Regions from separate parts of the Sus scrofa genome. Here all the other regions are linked to region 3. The links are chromatin contacts, called in public Hi-C maps. All regions are on one chromosome and are shown on one strand. Each heading gives the region's core, a stretch centred on a gene start, on an enhancer-like site or on the middle of the called end of the contact. The rest is flanking DNA. Distances are from core to core; before and after follow the strand shown. Region 1 holds the start of GGCT (gamma-glutamylcyclotransferase). Region 2 holds the start of FKBP14 (FK506 binding protein 14). Region 3 holds the start of ZNRF2 (E3 ubiquitin-protein ligase ZNRF2).

What was found. A called contact is a pair of places that touch in the nucleus more often than the background predicts.
Region 1: a Hi-C map of liver shows a contact between it and region 3, with 1.8 times the contacts expected there. The contact joins the promoter of GGCT here to the promoter of ZNRF2 in region 3. A contact is called at or near these places in 2 of 5 promoter capture datasets (fetal liver and liver), 13 of 47 Hi-C or Micro-C datasets (alveolar macrophages, blood, embryonic fibroblasts and 7 more) and 2 of 2 datasets of contacts at active chromatin or transcription factors (alveolar macrophages and skeletal muscle).
Region 2: a contact with region 3 is called in a Hi-C map of skeletal muscle, with 3 times the contacts expected there. The contact joins the promoter of FKBP14 here to the promoter of ZNRF2 in region 3. A contact is called at or near these places in 1 of 5 promoter capture datasets (liver), 7 of 47 Hi-C or Micro-C datasets (alveolar macrophages, embryonic fibroblasts, heart right ventricle and 2 more) and 1 of 2 datasets of contacts at active chromatin or transcription factors (alveolar macrophages).

The regions. Positions count from the first base shown.
Region 1 is chr18:42,408,645-42,412,803 of Sscrofa11.1, forward strand. It overlaps GGCT (gamma-glutamylcyclotransferase), which reads left to right and starts at 2,090. Exons shown (of 3, transcript XM_003361377.3): 1 at 2,090-2,487. The coding sequence starts at 2,347.
Region 2 is chr18:42,900,458-42,904,552 of Sscrofa11.1, forward strand. FKBP14 (FK506 binding protein 14) reads left to right here and starts at 2,643. Exons shown (of 4, transcript NM_001244527.1): 1 at 2,643-3,012. The coding sequence starts at 2,816. It overlaps PLEKHA8 (pleckstrin homology domain-containing family A member 8), which reads right to left and starts at 746. Exons shown (of 14, transcript XM_005673281.2): 1 at 287-746. The coding sequence starts at 326.
Region 3 is chr18:42,649,516-42,653,530 of Sscrofa11.1, forward strand. ZNRF2 (E3 ubiquitin-protein ligase ZNRF2) reads right to left here and starts at 2,399. Exons shown (of 6, transcript XR_002340314.1): 1 at 1,827-2,399.

The DNA of each region.
Region 1 (4,159 bases), core at 840-3,339, 240 kb before region 3:
ACAAATAATGCTGGTGCTTCATATTATATCACATCAGGAGACACACAATGTCAGGTTGGTCCAATTTTAGTGATGATAAAATCAACTGAGGTTAGGGTGGGAGGGGCCAGATTTCTCCATAGTCATTATGGTTTTTCCCCTGATTACTGGCAAGTAATCCCTGGGGTGGGAGTGAGGGTCATTTGGCTCTATCTGAATGTCTGGTTCCCTGGCACACTTTTACCAGTTGGTTTCATTGATGATCCCAGCATGAACCAATAATTTCATTAGGGACTGCAAAGTGGTGAATTTCTAATTCCATCATTCATTTTACATTATTTAGCTGGCATACTTCTGTAAAGAGAACTCTTTGCTCATCAACGGGGGACAGTTGGTTACCCTGAAATACACCTGCAACTAGAAAAACAGAATAAATGTTTTCTTAAATTACCACTTTTCAGAGGAAAGAGTTGGTGTAATAGTTATACCAGTACTATGAAGGAGGTTTTTTTTTTTTTTGAGCTGCTGTTTTTTTTTAGATTTGGTTTACTCTTCGGGAGAAATGACCTTTATATGTTTGACATTGTTAACCAATTGCAATTCTTATTTTTGATGCTTAAAATTGTTCTAACTTTGGCCAGGGGGCATTGTTCCAAGCTGGCTTCCATCTCCTAAAGGACCTCATTTTTGTTGTTGTTGTTTGTATATTTAGGGCCGCACTTGGGGCATATGGAGGAGCAATCGGAGCTGTAGCTGCCAGCCTTCCCCAGAGCCACAGCAATGCCAGATCCGAGCCGCGTCTGTGACCTACACCACAGCTCACGGCAATGCCAGATACTCAACCCACTGAGCAAGGCCAGGAATGGAACCCACAACCTCATGGTTCCTAGTTGGATTCGTTTCCGCTGTGCCACGACGGGACCTCCATGACCTCATTTTTTAATACCTCCTGACTTTCCTTTACAAGATGTTCCAAGTGTTTCTATTATTTCCCAGCTCTTGACCTGGCATCAGCCATTTCTCCAAGGGCCCTGGGTACCTTTTAGTGGGAAGTAGTATTTAGAGATCAAAGTCTGGGTGCCAAGGATAGTTAATGCTTCTAGGCCCTGAGTTCATATTAATATTTCCATCTCAAAGTTAACAATACAGGCTTTTAATGTCATTGTTATTAATTTCTATATTTTTACACTGGAGCTTTTGCACCTAGTAACATTAACAAAAGTACTCAAAAATATTTATAACAGCCCATATACGATCCCATATGAGACATGGGATCATACTTTATGTTATATAACTTGTGATTATAACATGATCTTTCTTTTAAAAGGAGGAAATGGGGGAGTTCCTATCGTGGCGCAGTGGTTAACGAATCCGACTAGGACCCATGAGCTTGTGGGTTCCATCCCTGGACTTGCTCAGTGGGTTAACCATCCAGCGTTGCCGTGAGCTGTGGTGTAGGTTGCAGAACACCTAGCCTGGGAACTCCATATGCCGCGGGAGGGGCCCTAGAAAAGGCAAAAAAAAAAAAAAAAAAAAAAAAAAAAAAAAATTAAATAAATAATAATAATAATAATGATAAAATAAAATAAAAGGAGGAACCGGGGACTTGAGATGTGTCTGAGGTTACATGTCCAACAAACAGCAGCTCCAGGATTTGAAGCTGGCATGCTGGTTCCATCAAAGAAGGGAGCCCCTGACACTCAGAGGAGATTTTCCAGGAAGCCTGAGGTCCTCAGAAAAAGTATCAGGGAGAGGATAAGGCCTGGGGGTGCAAGAACCAGCGTCTGCGGTGAACACGCCGGTCCTGACTCCTCCAAACCTGGAGGGCGGGATAGAAGCAAACTGCAGAGTGAAGGACCTGCGTTTGCCAGAGCCGGCGTTTAGTTTCACATCTGTCGAAAACCACACTAGGACAGCCGAACACTGAGAAAACCTGGCTGGGACCCGCGCGCCACGCCCCCGCAAACGGAGCTCACAGGACCTGACCCGCCCCCGCGTAGTGCCCGCCCACTTGCCAATCAGAGAGGGAGCCTTGAGCACGGGGGCGGGACAACAGGGGAGGGTATCGGGTGAAGAATCAGCTCCGGCTAGTCTCAGCGCAGAACCTTACAGAATCCCCTCGAGAGCGTAGAGGAGGCGGGCTAGCCAATCAGAGGGATCGGCTCACAGCGTTGCGTATTGGAAGCCAATCAGAAGGGTGCTCTCAGGCGACTTGCCCGACCCCCGCTTCCCGCCTTTCCCTTAACCTCTGGCTGCGGCGAGCCGGCGCGGTCCTTGGACTGGGGTCATCGGCCACCGAGCTGTGCTCGTAGTTCTCTCCACACATTCCCGCTGCCGACCCAGGTCCGTGCAGGCGTCTGGTGGGACATGGCAAACTCCGGCGGCGAGGACCGCGGAGGCCAGGAAGAGGAGAGTTTTCTCTACTTCGCCTATGGCAGCAATCTGCTGATGGAGCGGATTCACCTCCGAAACCCCTCCGCCGAGTTCTATTGTGTGGCCCGTTTGCAGGTCAGTCAGTGCTTCCTGCCCAGCCCCTGCAACGTCCTGTGCCCCTCTGCAGTCGAGGGAGCCAAAATTTGAGCAGATGCTCTCTCAAGGCCTCCTAGGAATGCAGGCCTAGGCCAGGAATGCTGCTCTTCTTGCTAAGAGCACCTTGCTCCCTGCACAACCCAGGCCGGCCCCCCCTCGCCTTCGGCCCTATGGCCCTATGCTTGACCCTGCTGAGCTCTGCTACTCTGCACCTGCGCCTCCTAGCCTGCCCTGAGCTCCTGCTCCTGTTATTCCCACTAGTTGCTAGTTCTCCCCAGATCCCGCCTCCTCTCTCTTGGCCACTGACCTGGCATCATCACCAAATCCATTTGGTTGGTCCTTCTAAGAAGCCTTCTCTGACTCAGGTCAGGGAATCTCTTGTTTTCTGTTCTTTACCTGCCTTTGCTCCAGGACTTGTCACCTGGTTTTGTAAAAATCCACTTGCCTGCTCCCGGTCTGAGAAGTTCTGAAAGCTGGAGCAGCGTCTTATTCGTAGTAAGGGCTGTGCTCAGTTAAGTCACGTGGTTGGGTGAGCCTTGGTAAGAATCAGTGCTATCAGCACAGTCCATCCATTCACTTAGTGTTTATTCTCCCAGCACTTACCTGGAGATAGGAAGGTGATTAAGTAAAGTTGGCTGCTTTCAGGACCTTCCAGTCTATAGGAGAGACATGCAAACAAATTGCCTACAAAGCCTTTTGACATTGTCGAGTGGGATAAATATGGCCTCTGCTATGGTTGTCAGGGTTCTTAGCTGGAAGGAACAGAGTGGCTGATTTAAGCAGAAAAAGCATATGTTGTAAGGCCGTTGTACAGCTCACAGAATGACCAGGAAGATAGGATCACAAAGCTGACAAAATAGGCAGGCATAAAGCGAGCCTGTAATAGAGCCAGTATCACAGACAGAACCAGCCCAGAAGGCCACTGTTGTGTGGCCGCTGACCTTGGTAGCCATGGACACTGCGTCTTCCATCACTTGCTTGGGACCCTGTCTGCCACTGTCACTACACCTCACAGTTCCTGAAACCACCAGAGTGAAGTTACTGCTGTCCAGGTCGCCAGCTTCACACTCAAAGCCCTAGGTGGGCGTCCTGATTGGCTAAGTCTTGGCCCTGACTTCCAGCAAAGCTGGAAGAACCAACTTCTGGCTTTTGAAACTTCAAAAATGGGAGTCAGGCTCTGGCATTCTCTAACCCCCAAACTTATAAGGTAGGAAGTTCCCCAAATGCAGAAAAAGAAGTTCAGATGTTTATCATAGGGGCGGGGCAAAGAGCTAGCAAGCAAGTGATCATTCAGTGACAGGTACGGTCAGCCTTAAAAGGAGACCTGCTGTATCTTCCTCTCCATTTTGCCCTGAACCTAAAACTGCTCTAAAAAAGTGAAGTCATTTTTTTTTCTTTCTTTCTTTCTTTTTTTTTAAGAGGGCATACATATGGGAGCATATGACTTGGGGACGGGACTGCTCAGTAAAGCTGTTCCTGAAAACGACCTTTGAGCTGAGACCTGAATGATTGCGGAGGGGATAGCAAACAGAAGGAAGAGCAGGTGCCCTAGACCTCAGGAAAGAGACACCTGCATCTTCTGGCTCGTGTGGCTGGAATTTAGTATGTGAGGAGGCTGTAGCATGAAGACTAGAGCGGTTGGGAGGGCCAC
Region 2 (4,095 bases), core at 1,393-3,892, 250 kb after region 3:
ATTCCAGAGACTCCTAGAGGACCCCACTGCGGGAATCAGCGCCTCCCTCCCGCTGACAGTGAGGGCGTCGTGCCTTTCAAGTCACCCCAAATCTCAGGACTTCGCAGCGTTCACTGCGAAGGGCCGTTAGCGCTGTCACCCAGCCCCAACGCGGGGCTCTGTCTGTAAGCACGGGAGACAAAACTGCTGCGGGAAATGCTGGGGACCGGGACCCCGACCCAGGAGGCGCGTCGCGACACCGCCCTCCTCCGGCTCAGACAAAGGATCTGGCGCGCCCCCCACTCACCGCTCAGATAGTTGGTCCACTTGTACAGCACCCCCTCCATGGCGCCCGCGGCCCCCTCAGCCCTCGCCCGCCGGCCCCCTCACTGCCTCAGGCCCCAGGAGGCGAGGAGCACCGGCAGCAGGGCCATCGCTCGGCGTTGCCGAGCCGGCCACTCCCGGCGTCCGGGCCCGGTGCGGGGACGCCCCGCGGGCCTCACATCCTGGGCCCGGGGGCGGGGTCACTGCGGCGGCCTGGACACGTGAAGGCGCGGCCGACCCGTGGCCCCGCACCGCGGGGCCGGCGCGCTGTCCACAAGGAGGCCAAAGCACTGGGTGAGGCCGAGGGGCGGCTGCGGCCACCACAGGGCCGCAAGCGGGGCGGCGGGTCGCGGGCGGCGCCACCGCGCGCCACCTGAAGCCTCTACCCACCCGGCCCGGAGCCCGCTCGCGCATGCCCCGTGCATCGCCTGCGCGCACGTTCCCAAAATCCACTCCGGGCTTTAGCGGCAACCGCGGCGGCCGCGCTGACGTAGCCGCAGAGGCCGGCGGGGAAAAGGAGTCCCGCAGGCTAGGGACTATGGAAAGGGTGAGAACAGAGGAGGGAGGCCACTGGGGCAAGTCCCAAGTTAATGTGCTGTAGATGGATCCTACCTACCTCTTAACGTTTGGGATCACCGGGACCCCTTAGGCTGCTCCCTGGATTCTAGTCCTCAAGGTCTAATTCTTTTTTTCAAAGCTAATTGATCTCACACACTTCAAGGCTATTGAGGTGCCCATTAGGGCAGAAGGAGGTGAATGAATGTTGTGTGTGGCAGTGTTAGCAGACGTTTTCTAAACTCTAAGGCCCCGCTACAGAAAGTGTGGTCCACCGACTGCAGCATTGACCTCACCTAGGAGATTGCCGGAATTGCAGGATATCGCTCCAAGCCCAGAAACTGCTGAATTGAACTCTTGAATGGGTCCAGGAACTCCCAGGGGATTCCTATGCGTATTAAAGTGTGAGAAAGCACTGTGCTAAGGATATTTGACTAGGGAAAATGTTAACTGTAGACTCAGTGGAAAAGCAGGTTATGAAACAGTGTACAATAGGATCCTAATTGTTTTAGGCATGTGTCACAAAAGCATACAACAAGGTGTTCAGAGGATTATATCTGGATGGTGGTATCATAGGAAATCTTTTTTCTTTCTTTTTCTTTAGTGAAAGTCTGCCAGATTTAGCAAATAAAAACAAAGAACAATCAACTCGTTTATCTGGAATTCAAATTTAATGTGGCTCCTGTTTTTTAACTGGGAATTCTAGTGCTTTCCAGTTTCTTCCAACTCGACTACAATGTACACGTATTGCTTTTGAAATTATGAGAACAATGTAAAACTAAAAATTTTAAACTAAGTTGAGCTTGTGTAACTCGTAAATGTGATTACTATTTCTTTAAGGCCGAGATCTGCACTCTCTCTCGAGTTTTGTTTTTCTTTTTAGAGCCGCACCTGCAGCATATGGAAGCTCCCTGGCCACAGCCACAGAAACGCCAGATCCCAGCTGCATCTGCAACCCATGTCACAGCTTGTGGCAGTGCTGGATCCTTAACCTACTGAGCGTGGCCAGGGACCCAACCCGCATCCTCTCAGATATAATGTCGAGTTAGCTGAGCAACAACGGGAACTATGGTCTGCACTTATTCTTGATAGAGGCTATTATTGACTCTCTACACTAAGGTCATTTAGATGATAAATTATTAGCAGCCGTAACATAATGCAGTGATGCACAATACATCACAATACCTGGTTTGACGGCGGAGCTCAACGGCTTTTGACGCTCAACAACCTTAAGCAGGACACAACCTCTCCTAGCCTATATATGCTCATCTTTTAAATGGAATAAAAGAATCTGCCTTACCCGCAGGGTAGTGAGCGTCAAACACAGGAATGCACTTTGTGAAACCAAAAGCACTGCTAAAGTCTTTATCGATTGCACCGTAAATTAAATAATAAGCAATTACTATGGGGGAGGGGGACCGCACCAACTATGAGAGCAAAGGAGTCTTTCCTTAAACCTCTGCTGTTTCACCTGGGTCCACGACTTCTCACTGAAGCCAGGTTCTCCGCAGCCGTGACTTTGCCTGAGAAGTTTCCGGTGAGCTCCGCGCCCCACCCCTTTCTTAAAGTGCCAGGTAGAGGAATTCTGTAGTCTGTCGGGCTCCGGGACCACTCCGGGTGGTTCTCCCCTGGGCTACCGGGTGGTAAATTACATGGTTGTAGAGTCATTGGTTCGAGAGTCGCCCGAGAGACAGCTCCACTAGCCAATAAGAGGCCGCCCTGCCCAGGCGTCCGCGTGGTTGGAGCCAGTCAGGCCCGGGCTTGGGTTTAACTCTTTAGAAACCAGTTCGAAGTTGCACGGGAAAGTTGTCCGTAGTGAATGTGCCACGTCTACTGGGAGGGAGAGTTATGAACTTGCCAGAGGCTGTTGTCCTAAGCTTTCAACTACATTTTTAACTCTATGAGGTCGGGGGCCCTTTCTCTGTTTTTCTAGGAACTTCTTTCCTGCTCTGGCAACATGAGGCTTTTCTTGTGGAACGCGGTCCTGACGCTGTTAGTCACTTCTTCGAGCGGGGCTCTGATCCCTGAACCAGAAGTGAAGATTGAAGTGCTCCAGAAGCCATTCATCTGCCATCGCAAGACCAAAGGGGGGGATTTGATGCTGGTCCACTATGAAGGCTACTTAGAAAAGGACGGCTCCTTATTTCACTCCACGTAAGTAATTATACCCTGCAGGTAAAGAAGTAAAGAACCCACCCACTTAGGCCAGCTCTTGGGCAGGAACAGTAGCGTGTACCAGCGTTATCTCCCTTTTAAAAAACTAAAATATCGAATTTCTCTCTTTGGGGAAAGGAATTGGTTAAAGTCAATCTTATATAACAAGGCCTTTGAAGGTCTTACTGGAAACGTGGTCAGGATAAAACGATAAATTTTTTTATTGTAAAAATTAGAGCTAGAATCTCTGAAATCCTGTAGAAATATCTAGGTGTATAAATAGGCAATAAGTGGAAAAGACATAAAGGCATTCTCATTTCTCTTGTTCCTGAGGGAAAATAACTCAATTCCATTTTTCTTTGGTAAAGGTGAAATTAAACTTTTCATAGCCCTTTCATGAGCAGAATACACAATTATTTATTTGCTTGTGGTAGGATATGTTAACAGTAGTCCACTGACCTATTTAACTTTTGGCCTGGTGACATTTTGGTCAAGGCACAGGGACATTATTTGTTTCATTGTTTCTTTCTAGAAATTCAAAGACCTCATTGATGGGTGTGGGTGTGGTTATGGAAGATTAATCCAATACCTACAGTGAAAGATTTTCAGATGGTTACACTGTCCTTATTTCTGTTTTATAAAGAAAGAAATTGCAACAGGGAAAAGTTTTGTAAGTGTAATGATTTCCCATCAGGCCTTGATTCTCGGATTCCATCCCTAAAGTATTCATTGAACATTTCTTTATGTTAGGCCCTGTGCTTGACCCTAGGTGGATTTAAAACATCTGGCTTCTCTCTGTCCTCACCATTCATTCATCTCCATCTATCAAATCTTTACTGAGCAGCCCCAAGGCAGGCCCTGAGGATGCGGAGATGACTAAGACTGGGTTCTTGTCCTCTAGCAGGACACTGAGTACAGGGGGGAGGAAGACAGCTGTAAAGTTCAGAATGTTCAAAGTGCTCACGAAGCACGGACTCTGGAATTTATCATGCTCTGAGAGATGGGGAAAGAACACCTTCTGAGAGATCATAATTGAGGTGGGTCTTGAAAGATGGGTGGCTGGAGGTTTCCCAGGTAGAGAAT
Region 3 (4,015 bases), core at 1,149-3,648:
CCTAGGAATTTAGACAGATAAATACTTTACCCCTCCAACTTTCAGCAACTACGTCTTCTTCCTTTACTATCTCACCAGGAATTAAGAGCAGGGGGCAACTAGTTGTTTTAGGAAAATAAACCCACACAGATATACCTTTTGTTAAAAGAAATTATCAGCCCTTTTACAAAGTGAATTAAGACAGTCCATCAGTACACTGAAGAAATGAGAGCTACTAATTTGAAAAAACCTTTTCTTATTCTTCAGCAAGCTTTTAAACATACATAACTGCTAAATACAAATTTTAATCTAAAAAAAGATAGTTAAAAAAAAAAACTTGCTTAGCCTTTATTCTTGCACTAATCTTCCATCCTCAAGAAACCACCTTCTGTTATTCTTCGATGTGGTGACTCCAGTACCTTCAATTGTGTTAATTATGATCCAATCACAGTACAGACAGCACTGGTTCTTTTTCTCAATGAAGGCTTTTTTTTTTTTTTTTTACAGGCCAAACTTCGGAAACGTCAGTATTTTTAGTTACATAGTAAAAGTCACTTTATAACAAGCAACTAAAGTAAGGTAATTAAAGAGTTGTATATTTTGAACATGTAAAGCAGTACTAAAAAGATGGAAAAACTAAATGTCATTCCCATGTTTAATTTATGCTAACGTGAATGTTGATAACACAGAACATTATTGAACATTCCACTCCACCAACTACCTACTCACATTTCTCACATTTATAAACAAGAGTAAAAGAGGCACAAAAATGGTGAAGACGGTATTTTCACGATTCATCTGGGCTCAACTGTGAATGTAAGTAGTATTATTATGATGCATAATGCAATCAATGATACGGAAATGTTTTTCATCTATAGTTCTCATTCCTAACCAGATTTGACTTCTTTTCATGAAACAGGAAGGGAGAGTGTCTTTAATTCATTTAGCATTACCCATACTGACAAAAAGGAGATCACCATAAAACACCACTGAAGAGGTGGAATTCACTTTCCTCAGATCAGGTGCACCCTTCTTCCTGTTTGCTACTGAAATTTCCACTTTGCACAAGTGTCTTTCCCTGAACTTCACTGAACATCGCTTTTCAAAAGCAACTAGGCTTTTACTGCATCTTGTAGGCAGAGTTGTGATAATGACTAGTTTCTCTCCTTAAGAAACTGTTCTCAATTTCTTTTCAGCAGGACGCACACGAACCATTACCCAAGGTAACACTTTACCGGGGTTAAAAATATACTTTTCATTAACACATTCAGCCAATTAAAGTGTACGCAGTAGGTGGGACTATTTACACAGACATAAGAATTATAGTTGTATATTAACAGTCACTCCAAAGGCAGTAACTCCCTTCTTTTTCAAATACTCTTCTGTTCATTTGAGACCCCTTTGGCTTTCGGCCTTTAAAAACTGCTCGCCACTCGAGTCCCCAGTTAGAACTACATTTAGCAACGGGTCTTCTCCTGACTTCCTGCTACTAAAAACCACAAGCACCAGGGCTGTTGCGTCGGTTTGTTTTTAAAACAGCACTCGCTCCCTTCACCTCCGGGGGTAAACAAGGGCTTACTGTACCGGGGAGCCGCGTTGAGGTGAAGGTGCACGCGGTGTTTAAAAACCAAACGCCAGGGTCGCGCGGTAGCGGTGCTGCAGGGGCGAAGGGGCGATCTCCCGCCCCCCACCCCCGCTCCCAGGAGGGGTGACCAGACCCGGCCGGGCCGCGAGGCGATCCGCCTGCGCTCAGGCTGGAGGAGGGAAGGAGAAGGGTAAAAATAAGCGCAGCCGCGGCCCACGTGCCGCCTGCGGGAGCCGGGAGCCAAGGAGGGAAGGGGCCGTACCTCCAAACATGTGCGGCGAGAGGTGAGCTGGTAAAGAGCCGATCACCAGGCGCGGCCCGCCGGGGCCCCCGCCCGCCGGCCGGTCCCTGCCGCCGCCGCTGCCGCCGCCGCCGCCGTCCTCCGGGCTGCTGTGAACCGAGTCCTGCGAGCCGTACGGGCCGCTGCTGCTATTGGGGATGCTGAAGGTGGACTGCGCCGCGCGGGCCCCCGACGCCACGGTTCCCACCGCCCCGCCGAGGGAGCGGCTGCGCGGGGCCGCCGAGGCCGCCGCGGCGCCGCCGGAGGCGCTAGGCTGGTGCGCGCCGGGCACCTGAGCCGGCAATCTCCCGGCGGCCGCGGCCCGCGCCCCGCTGCCTGCGGTCCCGTTGGCCCCTCCGCTGCTGCTGCTGCTGGAAGGTAAATCCGAGCCCGAGTACGCACGGGTGCGGCCGTTAGCAGCGGCCGGGCCGCTCTGCTTGGCTCCCATGTCCGCCCTGCCCCGGGCCGGGCCCGCGCGCGGCGCCCGGAGCGCCGGGAGGGCGGGAGCGAGCGCGGGAGCGAAAGGGGAGGGCCGAGGCGCCGGGGCCGGCGCAGAGAGAAGTCCGCACGTCCAGGGCCGCCGCCCCGCGCCCCGAGGGGCGGTCGCGCCCGGCGCGCTCTCCTCGGGGGCGGCGAGCAAGACTGGCTGCTTGACGGGGGGCGCGGGAGACGAGAAGAGGCGGAGATGAAGCAGGTCTCGGCTCCCGCGGGCGCCGCTCCCGGGCTGCTGGCGGGAGCGGCGGCTCAGGTGGCTGCGCGGCTGCAGCTGGTTTCGGTTCTGGGGCGCCGAGACGAGCCGCTGCCGCTCTCTGCTGCCTCCGCGCTCTGCGCCCGGGGCCTCGGCACCGCCTCCTCCCGGGCGGCCGCCGCTATCGCCGCCATCCTCCTGTTCCCACGGCGGCTCGCGGCTGAGTGGGAGGCGCCCGCCCAGACTCCGCTGGGGCCACCTTCCCTCCTCCCCCAGCCACCCAGCTGTTACTAACCGAGAAGGAGGAAAAACGGGTGGCGCGTGAGGACAGGACGCAGAAGGGGAGGGGGGCGGCGCGCGCCTCCCGGCAACCGTCACCGCGCTCCCCCTAGAAGGAGGGGCGGGAGGGGAGGGTCTGGGCCTCGAAGGTTGCGGTGCCCAGGAGGGTAGAGGAGGCGGTTCTCCGGCCCTCGCACCGGAAGGCGAAGGCGCAGCACGGCTCCACGGTGCGCCGGGACCCGTGTATTTGGGTCGTACGCGGTGACCCCGCCCCCGCCCCCTGGTGCCGCCTGTCGGATTGGCTCCCGCCAGCCGGACCCCGCCCCCGCCGGCCGCGGCCTTCCCGCTCGGGCCCCATCTCGCCTAGGTGCCTTGGTGTGGTAGGTGCTGCCACAGCGGATTCGGTGATAGACAGGTTTCTGGCCCCGCCCTCCCGCACAGGGCGCGCCCCCTCCTTCACCGAAGGGCCTGCTCTGATTGGCGGCAAGGTGCCAGCTGGAGGGCGGTGCCTCCTCCCGCACGTGGACCTCGGACGCTGGACCGGACTTTGTGTCTACTTCACCTTTGTCCAACTGGGACTGGGAATCCTCTGTCTTGAAAAGCCGTTCAGTTTGGGTGGGTGTTAGGCTCTTCCTTGGTGTTGCTCTGAGTGTGCCTTTTAAATAGAAGTTCACCAATGCTTGTGGTAAAAGACTGAAAACAGCGAAAACAAAACAAAGAACCGTGGAGGCAGAAGCCAACTTGATCTGAATAAGATCTGTCCCGTTAAACACTCCCAGTGTGGAGAAGGCACGGAGTTGGAAGAATTAAGGATAATCCAGCCTGATCTTCACTGGTAGGGCAAAAACAGTGGCGCAGAGAAAGCTGCACGCGATTCAGGATACCTCAGATCTGGGTATAGGAACAAAACTCCATTACATGTAATAAATTATTTTACCTTTTTGAACCTTAGTTCCCTTACGTGAGATGTTTGTATCAAATCCCTAGGGCATCTGCAGCGTTAAAATCCTAATGTTTCTCTAAAGTGGCAGTAAAATTCTCCCTCTGTTCCTCAATGTGATGTGGTATTGGGGTGGCAAAGCATGGTCTGTAGACAGCCAGTGGACAGCCTGCTCTGACCCACCCACTTTTAAAATGTCTGAGGTGTCCTCTATGTGAAAATAATAGCAACTGGTATTTTTTCACAAACTGCAGAAATAAATAC